Regions from separate parts of the Mus musculus genome. Here region 1 is linked to region 2. Evidence: chromatin contacts called from public promoter capture Hi-C data. All regions are on one chromosome and are shown on one strand. Each heading gives the region's core, a stretch centred on a gene start, on an enhancer-like site or on the middle of the called end of the contact. The rest is flanking DNA. Distances are from core to core; before and after follow the strand shown. Region 1 holds the start of Hibch (3-hydroxyisobutyryl-Coenzyme A hydrolase). Region 2 overlaps Nab1 (Ngfi-A binding protein 1).

The links. Promoter capture Hi-C pulls out the DNA fragments that hold promoters and counts their contacts.
Region 1: a contact with region 2 is called in a promoter capture Hi-C map of liver, with 2.7 times the contacts expected there. The contact joins the promoter of Hibch here to the enhancer-like site in region 2. A contact is called at or near these places in 7 of 39 promoter capture datasets (the 3T3-L1 cell line, the C10 cell line, HPC-7-derived erythroid cells and 2 more), 1 of 484 Hi-C or Micro-C datasets (B cells), 2 of 115 datasets of contacts at active chromatin or transcription factors (extraembryonic endoderm stem cells and pancreatic cancer cells) and 1 of 9 other capture datasets (liver).

Annotation. Positions count from the first base shown.
Region 1 is chr1:52,843,634-52,848,303 of GRCm38.p6, reverse strand. It overlaps Hibch (3-hydroxyisobutyryl-Coenzyme A hydrolase), which reads right to left and starts at 3,266. Exons shown (of 14, transcript NM_146108.2): 1 at 3,160-3,266. The coding sequence starts at 3,194.
Region 2 is chr1:52,465,289-52,470,518 of GRCm38.p6, reverse strand. Nab1 (Ngfi-A binding protein 1) reads left to right here. Exons shown (of 8, transcript NM_008667.3): 5 at 3,540-3,629. Among named protein-coding and RNA genes, the nearest start is that of Gm23460, 23 kb to the right of the region's middle. Within about 2 kb of position 3,593, at least 13 of the 459 cell types and tissues checked have an H3K27ac peak or open chromatin away from gene starts, as enhancers often do. A contact at or near this core is called in liver, where this site is marked.

The DNA.
Region 1 (4,670 bases), core at 2,017-4,516, 380 kb before region 2:
AAAGGAAACGTAGATTCAAATCCTTGAGATCCAGGCTAGTAAGCTTGTATTTCACTCCATTACCAGGAAGGCACTTAGGAGAGCTTCTAAGCCAGTGAGAGCAGGCACTGAAGTAAAACTCAGTAACATTTATGTATCATTCACATCCAGGACTCACTCAAGCTGGGAGAAGAAAGTGAGCCCATTCAGTTTCTGCAAAGTGTACAAGTGTTAAGTTGAGGGTGATATATACATCTACAAGAAGAGGCAAGGGTTGGGAGGGTGGGAGAAATAGCTAACAGTAGGAGGCTACAGGCCCTACCAAAATGATGCTGGGTGCTTGTTTCCTGCTGCATCATTCACAACAGCAAACAAATGGAAGCAGCCTAGACAGCCATCAATAACTCAGATAAAGGAGACTGTGGCACATGGGCACAACAGAAATTGAGAGCAGGAAAGCCATGACATTGGCAGGAAAGCAGGAACTGGAAGTTACCATGTGTCTTAGTTAGGGTTTCTATTGCTGTGATGAAACATCAAGACCAAAAGCAACTTGGGGAACAAAGGCTTTATTTGGCTTACACTTTCCTATCACTGAAGGAAGACAAAGACAGAGTAGGAACTCAAACTGGACAGGAACCTGGAGGCAAGAGCTGATGAACAGGCCAGGTAGGAGTGCTGCTTATGGGCTTGTCATGGCATATTCATGACAAGCATGCTTTCTTCTAACACCCCAGACCACCTGGACAGGGATGTCACCATCCATAAAGAGCCAGGCCCTCCCACGTAAATCACTAGTTAAGAAAATGCCCTACAGGATTACCTAAAGCCCCCTCAGATGGAGGCATTTTCTGAACTGAAATTCCCTCCTCTAAGATGATTCCAGCTAGTATCAAGTTGGCATGAAAGCTAGTCAGCACACTATGTTAAGCAATGTATCCCAGGCTCAGACAAATACAGCATGTCTGTGGATGCTAGAGAGAGAGAGAGAGAGAGAGAGAGAGAGAGAGAGAGAGAGAGAGAGAGAGAGAGAGATTGATGGTAAGTGTAGGTCATTAAACTAAAACAGGACCATGAGAGCAGAAAAGGATCTCTTAAGGGAAGGCTACAGGATGGTAGGGAGGGAATGAGAGTAAAAGACCAAAGTGCCATGAAGCAGAAGAGCTAGGGAGTAGAGGAGGAGGGCTGACCAGCACACTGACAGCCAGGGGAGGAGAGTGGGGATAGAACCAACAACAGAAACACAGAAACAGTGTGTACAGAACTGCCACAATGAAACTCATAGCTTAGTATCCAACAAAAGACAAAAATGAGTGATAGAGATCATTTAGAGATCTAGCTGACATATAATTGAATTCAATTGCATTTGAAGTACAATTGAAGCATTCGGCATAGGACTCAGAATAATCAACTATACAATACATTTGAAAGTTCTCTTCTTAAAGAAATGCTGTTGAGACAGAGAAAACCACCCAACTGCTAAACTGGCACTGCAATGTTAGGAACACAGGACAGCACCAGAGGAGCAAAGGAAGGCTAAGTTCAATGGCATTAGCCAATCACATCAACCAAGGCACACCCGCCCCTTTCCTTCCAGAAACTCTCCGGATCTCCCTCCAGGTTTGTGGAATCCGCTCCTCTTGACTGCATGACCTTGTCTCCAATCCCTTTTGCTATCCCAGGACTGGATCTAGGAAAGGGAGACCTCAGATCAGTACTGTCCAATTTGGTCCTGGCACTTTACATGTTGAAATGTGGAGTGAAATAGGGACAAGCTGAACCACAGTAATGACAGAATCTTTCTAGATGAAGTTAACTTTGTTAATATACATGCCTCTAAATTATTGTTCCCAAATAATTTAGAATTTGCCATCATCAAGAAGCAACAACAATGATTATGTGAGCAGATGCTATTATTCACCACAAAAGAAAAAAGAGAAGCAAGGCAACTTCTACATGTAACAAAAATACCTGAGTATCGTTGGTGCTTTCTGCTAAAAAGGCACTATTCTTTTTAAGATGTTTTGTTTTGTTCTGTTTTTTGAGACAGGACTTCTCTGTGTAGCCTTGGCTATCCTGGAACTCACTCTATAGACCAGGCTGGCCTTGAACTTAGAAATCCCTGCCTCTATCTCCCAAGTACTGGGATTCAAGGCGTGCGCCACCATGCGCGGCTTAAGATGTGTTTTTAACTATGTATATATGTATGCCCATGTAAGTACAAGTGTCCAATGGATCCAGAAGAAACTATCAGATTCCTTGGAGACGGAGTTAAAGGTAGTTATGAGCCACACGGGAAGCAGAACTTTGTCCTCTTAGCCAGTCCTTTAAGAGCAGTATAGGCTCTTAAAACCGCGGAACCATCTCCCTAACTCCACTGGTAACTACTCATTTAGAACTAAGAAACATTCTATGCCTTTGCAGGAACCTTCCACAACAGACTGTAAGGCATAAGAAACGTGCAGACGGAACAAGGGTGCGTTCCACGTCTGAGATGCTCCTAGACTGCACAGATGTCTAACAGCACACATTTCATCGCCCAAAAGTACTTCAGTGAAGAGTTCCACAGGGGGGAAATTGAAGTTTTTGCGTATGGTACTGGGGAAAAGGAATTACACTAGCCAAAGCTCCTAAAATGGGTGCTACCACATTTCCTTCTGCCAAGGTCCGATTGCAGTGAGAGACACTCTTAGAAAGTTAATATCTGCACTGCTCCGGTCAAGCCACGCTAAATGGTCACAACATTATTCTGTGAGTTCCAATTGCCTGCGCTGCTACTACTGCTAGCTGAAATAATCAAGTTCCTTACCCGGAGCCCAGGTACACAACCTGTCATTTCTGTGTGACTTAAGAAAATACCCTACACAGTAAATCAGGTGGCACGTCCCCACACAGCGCCCAGTTCCAAGAAAGAAAATAAATAGGAGACAAACGGAGGGGGGAGAAAGTTGTGGGACGTCAAGGCCTAACAGATGCTAGAGGACGGAAAATGAAGGTGCTGTTGCAAGAAAAAGAGCAAAGTCAGAGGACGCATGTCGTTGCGATCGCCGCTGAGGTCGCCGCGGGGCAGCAAAGCAGAGGCTGCCATACAAAGGCGACTAGATCTGCGAGACCTGCGGGGACACTTGTGAGCCTTTTCCCCCAAGCCGGCCCTTAGCTCTGCCTTGCTCACCAACTCACCTCGACAGGAGCCGCCACGCATATGGCTGCCCCATGGCCTAAAAACCCAAGAGCAGAAGAAGCAGAGTGTAGTGGTTCCACCGGCTCTGGTAGTTAGACCCGCCCACAGCCCCGCCCACAGCCGATGAGAGCAGAGGAGAGCCGGGGTCACTGATGACAAGTCCTCCGGTGGGCCAGAGCGGCCCAACGCCTACACTTCCGCTGCGCTACGCTCACGGGCCCGGCCGGGCGGGGCGGGGCGGGGCAAAACAGGAGCAGTTAGGAAACCAGCAAGAGCAGTGGGCAGGGCCACACTAGACAGGGCCAGGCCGGGTAAAGGTGGGGCGGGTCCTGGCTAGGGGCGTTAACTAGTGAGGGGAGGAGGAAGAGGAGGAGCCAAGACGAAAGCTGAGAGGTGAGTAACCAAAGCAAAGAGAAAAGTAGAAAAACTTATTTATAATAGCCAGAAGCTGGAAAGAAGCCAGATGTCCTTCAACAGAGGAATGGAGATAGAAAATGTAGTACATTTACACAATGGAGTACTACTCCGCCATTAAAAACAATGACTTCATGAAATTCTTAGGCAAATGGATGGAACTAGAAAGTATCAATCCTGAGTAAGGTGACCCAATCACAAAAGAACACACAGTATGGATATGAGCCCAAAGGCTCGGCAAGATACAATTCACCGACCACAAGAAGCTCAAGAAGAAGGAAGACCAAAGTGTGGGTGCTTTGGTCCTTCTTAGAAGAGGAAATAAAATACCCACAGGAGGAAATACAGAGGCAAGTGTGGAGCAGAGACTGAAGGCAAGGCCATCCAGAGAATGCCCCACCTGGGGATCCATTCCATATATAGTCACCAAACCCAGAGACTTTTTATTGTAGGTGCCAACAAGTGCTTGCTGACAGGCGCCTGATACAGCTATCTCCAGAGAGGCTCTGTCAGAGCCTGACAAAGAGGTGGATGCTCACAGTCAACTATTGGACTGAGCACAGGGTCTCCAATGGAGGAGTTAAAGAAAGGAATGAAGGAGCTGAATTGGTTTGCAACTCCATAGGACAAACAACAATATCAACCAACCAGAACCCCCAGAGCTCCCAGGGACTAAACCACCAACCAAAGAGTACACATGGAGGGACCCATGGCTCCAGGTGCATATGTAGCAGATGATGGCCTTGTCAGGCATCAATGGGAGGAGAGGCCCTTGGTCCTGTGAAGGCTGGATGCCCCAGTGTAGGGGAATGCCAGGATGGGGAAGCCAGAGAGGGGGGTTGGTTGGTTGGGGGAGCATTGTCACAGAAGCAGGGGGAAGGGGGAGGGGATAGGAGGTTTCCATAGGAGAAGGAAAGGAAGAGAGGGGATAACATTTGAAATGTAAATAAAGAAAATATCTAATAAGAAATTTCAAAAACCTTTAAATATAATTTTTTTACTACCACATTTAATGTAAAAAGATTGCATTGCCTTTTCTTTGTAATATTGAGAAACAATAAATACGGTAGTGGTTTTTACTTTAAAAAATGGAAAG
Region 2 (5,230 bases), core at 2,344-4,843:
TCCATGGAAAAATTGGGAATGCTGTAAACGATGTGGTTAGCTTGCTGAGACCACACATCTGGTCCTAACACAAGAAGACTGGTTAGCTACTTCCTCGTTCATAAGCCTCTTCAAACAGTATTTAAGATATTGGGACATCTGGGGATTCTGTCAGCAGCTACACCCACAACATACTGTTGAGCTGATGGCTGCTGTAAGTCTCCAGCCCTGACTTCACTCTTTGGTCCAAAGTTACTACCCCTACTTACCAGGTTTAAGTACAGGGAAATCATTGCAGCCCTTAGAAAAAGATGTCTCTGCCTGCAATGATCCATTTTCTAGTTTCCTTTGTAATCTATGCCTGGCCCTGTAGCCTTTATTGCAGTGAGTATCCCCAACATACTCCTAGGCTACTGTTCTCCATCTTCATCACAGACATTAACCAAGTATCAGCTGTGTCTGGTATAGCCTTTCTAAAATCTGACCTGGCCGTCTTCTCTGAGAGCATCAGTGGCTTCTCTTTACCATCTATATAAAAGGAATATTTACATTGTTTAAGATAAGATTTAAATTTCATAGTATTGTGTATAAGGCCCCACAGAATCTGGCCGTGCCTGTCTAGCATCTCTGGACACTTCGTTAGGTACTCCTTACTGTAACTGTGATAAACCATGTACAGCTCATTGGTTTTGCCCTCAGGCCTTTATCTAAGCTTCTGTCTTTTCCTGTAGAACTCCTCTCAGCTTCTTGTTCTCTTTCGAGAGCTTTCCCAGTGTTCCAGGTCTCGGATCGATGGCCTCTATGGGCTGATGGCCTCTATGGGTTGTTTGTCAGGGTGCAGCATGCCTTTCCTGGCTGCTGCTGTAGCCCCAGGTGCTTTCACCGAAATATCCCCCTACCAGTATTCCCAGCATCTCCTTGCTGGTTAGAGTTTTATGTATATAGCTCCCACTCATCCTTGGAGAGCTATACTGTGTATATATTCCTCAAACATTCTTTTCCTCTGTATAACAAAGGGACGGGCAAGTCACCCATTCTGATCCATTTTATGTTCCCTAAACGTGGTAGAGTTGGGGCTGAACTTTCTAAATGGGAGAAATATTTTTTGTGGGTAATTCTTATGTACCAAGCACTGAGGTAAGTATTTTCTTTGCACTATTTTCTTTCCCTAAAAATGCCTGTATAAATGAGCCTCATGGCTGCTATAGTGTCCCTCTTACAAATGGGACAGTCTATACCCAGGGAGAAAATGATGTGTTCAGCACCCCAGGATTAGCAATAGGAACAGACTTCAGATTACAAAGTTGTAGTCAGTTCTCATGAAAAATAGCTATTATTCCTAGCCAAGTTTCAGAAGTATCTTCATGTTAGGGCTGTATGCATTGAGCTTAGGCTTGGAGCTGGTGTCTATAGCTGTAGAACAGGGGAAACAAGCATTGTTTGTGAGGGGTAAGTAGAAAATGTCTGTGAAACAGGAACCAGTACAGTTTGGGCTTCTGAACACCAGCAGTGCGGTTGTTGGGCAGTCTGCTTGATGCTTGGCCCAAGTGTACTTGTTTGAGCTTAAAGGAAGGTTTGCTTGAGTGGAGGCTGGAGTTGTAGGAGTTAAAAAAAAAGTCTTAGAAGAAAACTGGAGTAACCAGAAGAATGATGTGCTCATGCTCTTATAGAAAGTTGGCTCTAGCTCACCTACTGATTACAGTCTATGCATCCCTATTCATCAGTGCAGGGGCTAGAAAGGCAAGTGTCTTCACTACTAAGAAAGGACAGTTGGAGATGAAGGTGCATGACACGGTCTCACAGTGTCAGAGCTATTTACGTTTTACTTCCAATCATGTTGTTTCATGTCTGACTTCAAACAACAGATAATTGTGGTTCTGGTGCCTTTAATCCCAGCCCTCAGGAGCCAAGGCAGAAAGGTTGAGAGTTCAAGGCCAAGGCTGAGCTACAACCTGGACTAGCCTGGCCTGTAAAATGACACCATCTCAAAACTTTAAAACTTTTAATTAAAAATAGATGACTAGATGTTATTTAGGAAATTGATTTTGTAGACTAAATATTTGAAAGCATGGCATGCAAAGACCATAACGGGAGACTGTTTTGAGCCAATATCTTATATCACAAATAAAATAAAACATTTTATTATATCACCACATCTTTTTTCTACTAGATTACTGTAATGGGTTTTTACATTCTTAACCCTGTGTTAAAGGCATGTAGCTTATCCCACAAAGAAAAAGCTGCATTGGTAATAAGGATTTCTCTAAGGAGACCCTAGTGGCCTCCTCTTAAGGCTTCCTTACTAAAGCCATCATAGTTGCCTGTAGCTTTATATAGAGCAGCCTTTTATATAACAGCAAATAAGCAGTTAAAAAAGAACTTAAAATTAATGGTGGGTAGGTTGCCCACCATCGTGTTCCATACATATTGGATGCATGACTGTTCTCACTTTGCAGCTGTCATGTGATAAGCCCATGATCTCATCATCTGTTCCCAGTTGGTCCTCTCAGCAGCTCAGAAAGATTCTCTTGGCTTTACCTTCCCCCCAAAGACACTAACTTGGGAAGACAGGTACTGTAGGCCATTGTAGGCTCATCCTGACAAAGGGGACTCACAGGAAGTACTGGGAAGTTCAAGTTGGGTGGCAATTTAATTTTTTCTTTTACTTTAGGTCTTTACCAGACAGATTATAAACAAGCAATAAAAAACATGGCAATATGGCTACTTACTGAATTACTAAAACTCCCTTTTGGACTTTAGAGCAGTACAAATCATGGTACTGCACAAGCTTATAAAACGGTCACATATAAACCAGAGGGTAATATACAAGCTTATGCAACGGCAATATATTAACTTTTGCATGTCAAAAAAATTTAACAAAAAAAATATTTTTAAAAGCCCAACAGTTCCCAGTCCCAGCATTGAAAGTTACGCTGGATGAAGCCCATAACCCATCCAAACAAGGCCTTTAACCTCTGGTTCTTAACCTGTGGCTCAGATAGCCTGCATGCCACATGCTTTCTAAGATTCAGAACTGTAGCAAAATTACAGTTGTGAAGTATCAGCAACATGCTTGTACCGTTGAGGACCACTGCAACAACGTTAGACAGCAAAGGTGGCTTCCTGGTGGAGGGTTCTGCCTCTTGATGCTTTTTGTGCTGGATAGTCAAAACTATTGAAAGATGCTATTTTCATGGAAATACTTCAGTGCTTTTCGTAAAGCTAGAAGTAGGAGAAGGCTCCAAGTGTCTGGTGTGAGCATGTGAGCTGGTTCAGCAGGTGAGTGGGGGGTGGGGGGCGGTGAGGTGAGTGTGTGTGAGGGGGTGCTGGTTGGAACTCTTGTCTCTGTGGTCATAAAGTCTGCTTGCCAGTGCTGGTGCTAGAGAGCATCAGATTTCCAATCTTGTTCATTTGCAGTTTTACTATAGAAAATAAGACACGGTGGCTTCGAAGACTGAAATGCAATATTCTACATTAAGATCTCAGATTATTTACTACTCAGGGCAGAGGGTTGTCTTTGCTTTGTGTGCTAACAAAGTCTGAATCTCCGGGCCCCACAGGATGGATTTCCCGACTTCCAGGAATCTGTGCCAACACTCTTCCAGCAGGCCAGAGCCAAGAGCGAGGAGCTTGCAGGGCTCGGTTCACAGGTAAGGCACCTGCCGTGACTGTCATGGGAATAGCTATAGGTTGGGGGTAGGTGGGTGCTTCAGCTAGCTTCCACTTGATGTTTGTGAGGATACAGTTTGTTTCTGCTTGTTGTTAAATGTCTTCTGGTCCTCAGCTTTATCTGTCTGATGGCAGGAACATCTTGGTTTCATTTGGCTCATGAACAGAATCTGATAAGCTGTTACTTACTCTCTGTAGTTCTGTAGGAAGTGACACATTCTTTGAGTATCAGGGAAAACAGCCATTTTGGTACAACTCTTAGGTAAAATAGCACAAGATCTCAATAACATATCGTCAACATTGCTACTCTTACCCCATTTAAAGCATTACTGAACAATTGTTAAATTAGTGTGTAGCTTTGGATAATTTTATTAATTTCTGTGTATATGTCAGGGGGTGCATGCTTGTGTGGGTGCACAAGGGTGCTGGTAGGTGTACTCATGTGTGCACCTGTTTATAGAGGCCAGACGGAAGCCTTGGGTGTGGTTCCTCAGGGTCCACCCACCTTGATTTTTTTGAGACAGGGCTCTTGTTAGCCTTGTTCTTATTTGTTCTTCTAGCTGGCTGCAGAGCCCCAGGAACCCAGCTGGATCTGCTCCCCACTACTGGAGTCATGGCGCATACCTCCCAGCTCAGTTCTTCATGCTGGAGTCATGGCGCATACCTCCCAGCTCAGTTCTTCATGTGGGTGCTGGGATTTGAATTTGGTTTCTCAGGCTTCTACAGCCAGTACTGTGTGCTACAATAGCTATCCTCCTACCCCAAAATCTTAGTCAATTTTTAACTATGTATGTGCTCAGAAGTGGACATTTCCAAAGTCCGTGTGTGAATGTCCCTTTTAGACAGAACTGCAGACCTGTTTGCAGGCCCGTTTAGTATTGCCAAACCTTGCTACTATGTTTCCCTCCCAGAATGGCCTGTTGAAATGTCCCCAGTTAACTTGCCAAAATGAAGTTGTTACCTTTGATCTGGTTTGTACATGTCTAGAAAAGTAATAAGGGTATTTCTTCTGTTTTTTAATCCATTATGTGTTCCATCTATTGATTTTTAAAATTGTGAATCATGACTTTTGTAACCAATTTTACATAGTGGCATTCTTATAGTACTTTTATATAACATGATAATGAATCATATCTGCATTTTGACTATTACTTCATTGGCAAATGTCATATAGACACACTGCTTTGAATATCACATGCAAGTAATTTAAAGCAGAACACAGAAAAGGAGCCTCTAAAACACGTGCAGAGGTGACCTCATATGTCACACAGCAGCCTTCTGTTTCAAACATGTCCATCTATGCGTGGTTTGGAAATGCTGCTTCACTCTGGGATGGAGGCAGAGATCCTTGCTGGCAGGGATGCCTCTCTGCATAATTTGCATTGTTTAATTTTGGTGGGAGGTGTGTTTGTCTTGTTCTTCTAGACAAGCATTTTACACCTTTTCTCCTCCAAGCAGGCTGTCATCATAGCAGAATCTGGGTAGCGCCAAATCCTAAAATAAGATGCCAGGATTTCACCCTGTGCTCAAAGCAGTTGACAGCAGATGTTGCTGCTGCTCTTAGGCTCTTTTTTTCCATCTT